Regions from separate parts of the Mus musculus genome. Here region 2 is linked to region 1. The links are chromatin contacts, called in public Hi-C maps. All regions are on one chromosome and are shown on one strand. Each heading gives the region's core, a stretch centred on a gene start, on an enhancer-like site or on the middle of the called end of the contact. The rest is flanking DNA. Distances are from core to core; before and after follow the strand shown.

Region 1 (3,044 bases), core at 321-2,820:
CGCACCTTTTCCCTTCTCCCGGGCCGATCCCGCACTCTGCGCGACCCACCGGTGTCCCCCCGCAAGCCAAGTTTTTCCCTTCCAAAGCTTCCCCCACAACCCCTTCCCGGGGAAGTCCCCGGGCGCAAAAAAGGGGGACAGATCCAGCTCCGCAGTCACTTTCACGCAGAAGACACACAAAAGAGCGCGGGGCTTGCGGGTTGGCCCCGGGACGTAAACAAACGGGGTGGGGGAGGGACCCGCCACACCGGGTAGCCGGTGCCCTGGCCGGGGCGACACCGGTTGACAATCCCTTACGGGAGTAGTGGAAAGAGGAATGGTGGCAGCTGGGCCCAAGGGGAACGATCAAGGAGCAGCCAGGAGCTCCAAGCCACCCGCCGTCTTCACGACAAGGGGCCACCCGCCAGCCTGGCCGTCGCCGCCACCGCCGCCAGCCGCCGGTGGCCGATCTGACCCTCCCCCGGAGCCGGCGGCACCACAGCGCCACCAGCTCCAGCTCCGCCGCGCCGGCGGGGCAGTGGCGGCGGCGGCGGCGGCGGTCCGCGACTCTCTCCTCCAGGAGACAGAGGAAAGAGAGAGAGAGAGAGAGACAGGCGCTTCACCCCCCACCAGCAACTCCCCACAAACTTTCCCCGGGAATACGACGGGGCTGAGCCGGGGGGAAGGAAGGACGTGACTGGCGCGAGGGGGACTAGCGTCCCGCAGCTCCCCTTCTTTGCAGCCCTGCCACCCCTCCAGAGCCACCCCGTGGCGCGTCCCCCTCTTTAGCGCGCGCGAGTTCCCACTGAGCCCCCGTGGGGGGGGGGGACCGCCGCTCCCCCCTCCTCTCCACCAGGGTCCCGCGACAACGACAGCGCGCGGGGTAGGCGGCGGCGGCGGAGAGGACGATGAGGATGATGATGGCGATGATGGTGGGGAGGAAGACACCCTCCGGGGTTGAAGGGGGCAGACACCGGGGGGCAAAGATGTTGGTGGCGGCTGGCGGCTCCGGCGCCATCTTGGGCTGATCGATGAATTGAACAAAGAGGATCAATTTCTGATCAAGCCGAGTGATCAATGAGAGCCGGGGAGCCCGAGGGACTCGCCGCCGACTCGGCCCCGCTCTTCTCCCGGCACCCCCCTCCTGCTTTCCCCCGTCGCCTCAGCACCCCCGCCAGGGCCCTGGCAGCCCGGAGTGTCACCCTCCTTCCTGAGGGAGGCCGCGACCGCCCGCAGCCCTCACCCCCCGGGCGCGAGGCCGAGCGCCGAGAAGCCTGACCTGCAGCTGCTGTAAATCAAAGCGCTTCCAATATTGAAACATCGATCCCACATTGGCCGCCATCTTGAGACATATTGAGACGGAGTGAGAGGCTGATAGAGAGGGGGCTGGAGTTCAGGAGCCGCCAGGAGGCAGCAGGCGGGCGGGCGCCAAAACCCGGCCTGGAGCCGGCCGCCGCCTCAGCCACCGCGGACGCGGACTCCTTCCTCCTCACGGCGCCGCCGCCGCTGCCGCCGCCGCCGCCGCCACCGCCTCAGCCATGGAGTCCGAAGCCTGAGGGAAACGCGGCGGCGGCGGCGGCGGCAGCCTTGACGCGCGCGCGCCGCGCTCTCTCTCCACAGCCCGAGCGCGGGCATCCGGGGCCCTCGCGACCCCTCACCCTTTTTCCCGCGCGCCCCGCCACAAGCCCCCCTCCCAGGCCGCGCTGCGACCCTACGGCGGCCCGGCCTCGAGGGGGCGCTGCGGGGTCTCCTCCGGACCCCGCAGCTCACCTAAAGGGCGCCCTCCCTCCCCAACACCCCCGCCCCCGGGAAGGTCGCGGTCGCCGGTGGCCAGCGCTTTAGGATAAGGTGCCCCTCGCTCTGCGCGCCTGAGGACAGTGGGCTGCGCTGCGGCAGCGGGGCGCGGGCGCTGCGCTCTTTCGCACGGTGCGCGCGGTGGAGCGAGCGGAGCCCACCTGCACAGCCGGCGGTCGGGACCCCACCGGCCAGCCCGCGCGCCGGGGCTGCGGGTGACCTCACTCCGCTCCCCTATGCGCTCCAGCTGGGGGACCTCCAGACCACAGCGGTCGTGAACAGTGTTTCATATTCAAGGAAGTGCAATTGTGTCGTGGTAAAGGGGGCGGAGGGGGTTGACCACCAAGCCTTGGAGCCTGCGGCTGCTGCCGCCGCGACTCCCATTCACGTCCTACACATTCCGTTGCAATCCCCAACTTGCACCGGGACACATCAGCGAGTGGCGACGGCCTCCCCACCCTTCAGAGCCGCTCCAGCGTCCGCCAGGACTGGGGCAAGTCTTGGAGCACAACTCTGTCCCAACCATGCTTCTGCGACACAACCCCAGAAACTTCCTCTGGGGTTCACACAACTCCGCGCCTCCGTCTTTGCAGGCAGAAAGTTTGAGAGCGTGCAGTGCACTTGAAACTGAGCGCTCGTTCCTAAGTTTTGAAGAAGAAAAAAAAAAAAAAACAAAAACGCTCACATTTAAACCGGGAGTGGGGGGAAGGAAGTTCTCTTTACATTTCCTTCTAGACCCAAAGCACGCGTTTCAGGATCGTCATCTTTAATGGATTTATTCACACCAGAGAGTTTGCGTTTACAGTAGGAACACAGTGTTTTCACTTTGCTGCACTTCGGTGAACGTGTAATTAGTTAAGACAAATCCCTAAATTCCTTAATCTTGAAAATTATATGTAAATAACGTCTGTATGGAACACCAAACATGACAGTAGAAAATAATTGCTCTCTGAGCCAAGTTTGAGGGCTTAGCGTTATTCGGTTGCGGTGAGATCGATATTTTTGGAGAACGAGGTTGGAAATGAAAGTCCCCCCGAGATTTAAAGAATACAAGTGTTCCCGGGTCTTGCAACTGCACCCAAAAGCCTCTGTGTCCATGCAGCGGTCGGGACCGGGCTGCACTCCCAAGTCGCAGCCTTTGAGGGGCAGAAGCCACCCGAAGCAGGTGCGTGGGAGCGCGCGGGCGTCAGGAGGCGCAGAGCCAACCTCAAGTCTGGATGCCGTGACGCGGCGCCAGGCGGGACACTGCGGACCTCGGGTGACCGCGAGCT
Region 2 (3,044 bases), core at 370-2,869, 190 kb after region 1:
AGTGTGTTCAAATTCCTTCACTGGGGAATAATCATGAATGGACACATGGACAGATAGAAAGATAGAAGGATGGAGGGTTGGATGGATGGACAGATGAAGGGTTGGATGGATGGATGGATGGATGGATGGATGGATGGTTGAATGGATGGACAGATGGATGGTTCGATGGGTGGTTGGATGGATGGATGGATGGATGGATGGATGGATGGATGGACAGATGGATGGGTGGATGGGTGGAGGAGTCGTTAGGTGGGTAGATGGACAGGAAAGAAAGGTATAGATGGCCTGTTTCGGTGCTCTTGGCATCTGTTGGCACTAAACTGAGGCAGTGGCTCTCAGTACCCCATGCCCTGCCATCTCCTCTCAGTGGAACTGGGGCTCAAAGATGGCAAATACTGGAAGCCTGTGCCTGGAACTCTTTCCCTTGATTCAAGTTTTCAAGTAATGTATGGAAACACTGTATGGAAACACCGTAATGAGACCCACAGCTTGGCTCACTGACTCTTTTGGAGCTTTTGTTTTTATTTTATGTATGTGAGTATCTGGCCTGCATGTCTGTCTGTGCACCGTGAGGTCAGAACAGAACATCAGAAGCCCTGGAACTGGAGTTGCGAGCTGTGATGTGGGTGCTAGGATCCGAATCTGGGTCCTCGGAAAGACCACTGGGTGCTCTTAATGCTGAGCTATTTCTCCAGCCCTTTTGTGTGCCAATTAACAACAACAACAACATAAAAATTCCAAAACCCAGTGGGCCCTAGCTGTTCCTGAAGTGTCCATCAGAGGGCGCTGTGTACCTGGGCTGAACACAGGACAACCCCTGCTCTGGGTGGCAGACTTGGAGTCCGATGGGTCCTAGGGCAGAGGGGTACATCTGGGAACCCCGTTACTCCCCCTGATGCTGGCAATCAATGGGCCAAACAGCTGTTTTCTCTACCCTGGGACCTGGCTAGCCTGAGGTTTCATGGGAGGTATGTATGCCTTTCCAATTCAGCTACCTGGGATTCCTCTCCACCTGGCGCTAGGGCCACTCAGCTAAGCCACTCTCTTTGATCCTTGAGCCAGGAAGGTTCTGTGCATCTTTCTCATATATGACCTGGAAACCAAGACTCAGAGACTGTACTTAACTCCTCTGAGGTCACCCAGTGAGTGGGTGGTCAGACCAGGATCTCAGCCTCGGATCTCCTGACACCCTGCCACCCCCTCCCAGGTTTCCCACCAGAAAGGGAGGGTTCGGAATCCTGCCCCAGCCTGTGGGTTTCCCAGAGCTCAGGCTACTGCTGGGATGCTGCCGCAGCAGAGGGGAAGGGAAGTAACTTAACGGAAGGAATGTGTGTCTGAGGGTGGCATGGGATGGGTGACTCAGCACAGTAGATGCGAGCATGGCATGACAGGGACCTCTGTTAGGGATGGGGGAAGAAGGCTGCTCCCCAGTTTTGCTTGGTTACTGAGAACAGAGTTGTGTTGTTGGACGTGTGTGTGTGTGTGTGTGTGTGTGTGTGTGTGTGTGTGTGGTGGCAGGGGTGGGGTGTGGAGGGGTGGTGCTGTGGAGGAGGTAAGATTGGTGGGGACCAGGACAATCATCAAGTCAGAGGGATCCCAGAGGAAGTGTCTACCCCATGCCGCTAAGGATTGACCAAGGTATTCTTCCTGCTAAGTTCTGGGCTTCCTCAAAGGGACCCTGCCCCCAGCTCGTTAGTTGACTCCTTCTGGATGCTTCCACTTGGCCACCATGGCCCACAGAGCCCACGAACGGAGGCAGAGGTGTCCCAGCCTCCGTCAAACCTGAATCTGCTTCAGCCTGAGCCCCTGAACTCCTGGCTCAGCATGACTGATGTCCTAAGAGGGGAATCCATCTGTGCCCAGACTGAGCTTAACAGGGACACAAGTGGACACAAGTCCAAGAAAGTAGGAGTATGGGCTGGTGTGCTGGCTCTGGGTTACCCCCTGAGCTTGCTGCCAAGCCTGCAGACCTGAATTTGCCCCCTAGGGTCCACATGGAGGGAGAAAAGCGACTTCCATCAAGTTGTCTGTGCTTGCTCACACACTCTGGCATGCATATCTGCACTCATGACCATGCGCACGCGCGCGCGCGCGCGCGCGCGCGCGCACACACACACACACACACACACACACACACACACACACACACACTCAAGAAAAAGTAAAAAAACAAAACAAAAAACCAGACTACAGATATTCTGTGTCAGTGACCTGATGATGTCATCACAACCTGGTCCTTACTTTCCTCCATCAAGAGACCAGTGCAACTTTCACACGCAGAAACTTTTTGGGGTGCCTCCCAGTTCTTGTGGATTGTGAAGTGGGACTCAGGAAAGGAGAGGAGCAGGTGCCCTGCTGGCCTCTTGCCTATGCTGCCTGGGACAAAGGGAAGTCCACCCTAATGGCCACCTGTTCCCCCAACTTTCCCTTCATACCTTGCTCTAGAGCAGTGGTTCTCGGCCTTCCTGATGCTGGAGCCCTTTGACACAGTTCCTTGTGCTGTGGTGACACCCTCCCTCCCCAGTCATTTTCAGTGCTACTTCATAACAGCAATTTTGCAATCATCATGTAAATATCTGTTTTCCAATGGCCTTAGGCAGCCCCTGTGAAAGGGTCGTTTGACTCCCGAATGGGTCGTGACGCACAGGTGAAGAGCCACTGCTCTAGATCTTCCAGTTGTGTTGCATCTGTCATGCGAGTCCCAGAGAGGGCTGGGGAAGCGTAATTAGCGATAGATCACGGCAGTCTCTTTCTGCTTTGTCCAGTAGTCAGCTTAGCTGGTGACCTCTGTGCAACTACACAGCCCAGCAGCCCTGCACAAGTCTGCTGGGCACGCTGTCTAACCCTTGTCTCTTCTATATTATTGATTTAGTGTGAGGATGGGACACTTTAGAACTCGAAGCGTCACAGACACCGATTCCCTGGGGAGCCTGAGGGGGGGGGGGGGAGAGTCTTAATGATCCTGGGTCCTTTGGTCACGGGACAAATCCCAAGACTGACAATTCCTGGATTTCCCATTTGAACAAACATACTTAGAGAGTAAA

Evidence for each region. A called contact is a pair of places that touch in the nucleus more often than the background predicts.
Region 2: a contact with region 1 is called in a Hi-C map of the C2C12 cell line, with 2.6 times the contacts expected there. The contact joins the enhancer-like site here to the promoter of Cux1 in region 1. A contact is called at or near these places in 5 of 39 promoter capture datasets (the SN4741 cell line, embryonic stem cells and neural stem cells), 2 of 15 datasets of contacts at CTCF or cohesin (pro-B cells and stem cell-derived epiblast-like cells), 68 of 484 Hi-C or Micro-C datasets (the AML12 cell line, B cells, the Ba/F3 cell line and 32 more), 19 of 115 datasets of contacts at active chromatin or transcription factors (the 230-238 cell line, the SCID.adh cell line, astrocytes and 9 more) and 3 of 9 other capture datasets (embryonic stem cells, macrophages and pancreatic islet).

Annotation. Positions count from the first base shown.
Region 1 is chr5:136,565,920-136,568,963 of GRCm38.p6, forward strand. Cux1 (cut-like homeobox 1) reads right to left here and starts at 1,571. Exons shown (of 23, transcript NM_001291234.1): 1 at 1,259-1,571. The coding sequence starts at 1,321.
Region 2 is chr5:136,759,197-136,762,240 of GRCm38.p6, forward strand. The region is part of intron 4 of Col26a1 (collagen, type XXVI, alpha 1); the gene reads right to left. Among named protein-coding and RNA genes, the nearest start is that of Gm30654, 66 kb to the right of the region's middle. Within about 2 kb of position 1,620, at least 13 of the 459 cell types and tissues checked have an H3K27ac peak or open chromatin away from gene starts, as enhancers often do. A contact at or near this core is called in the C2C12 cell line, the HL-1 cell line, bone marrow-derived macrophages and 1 more, where this site is marked.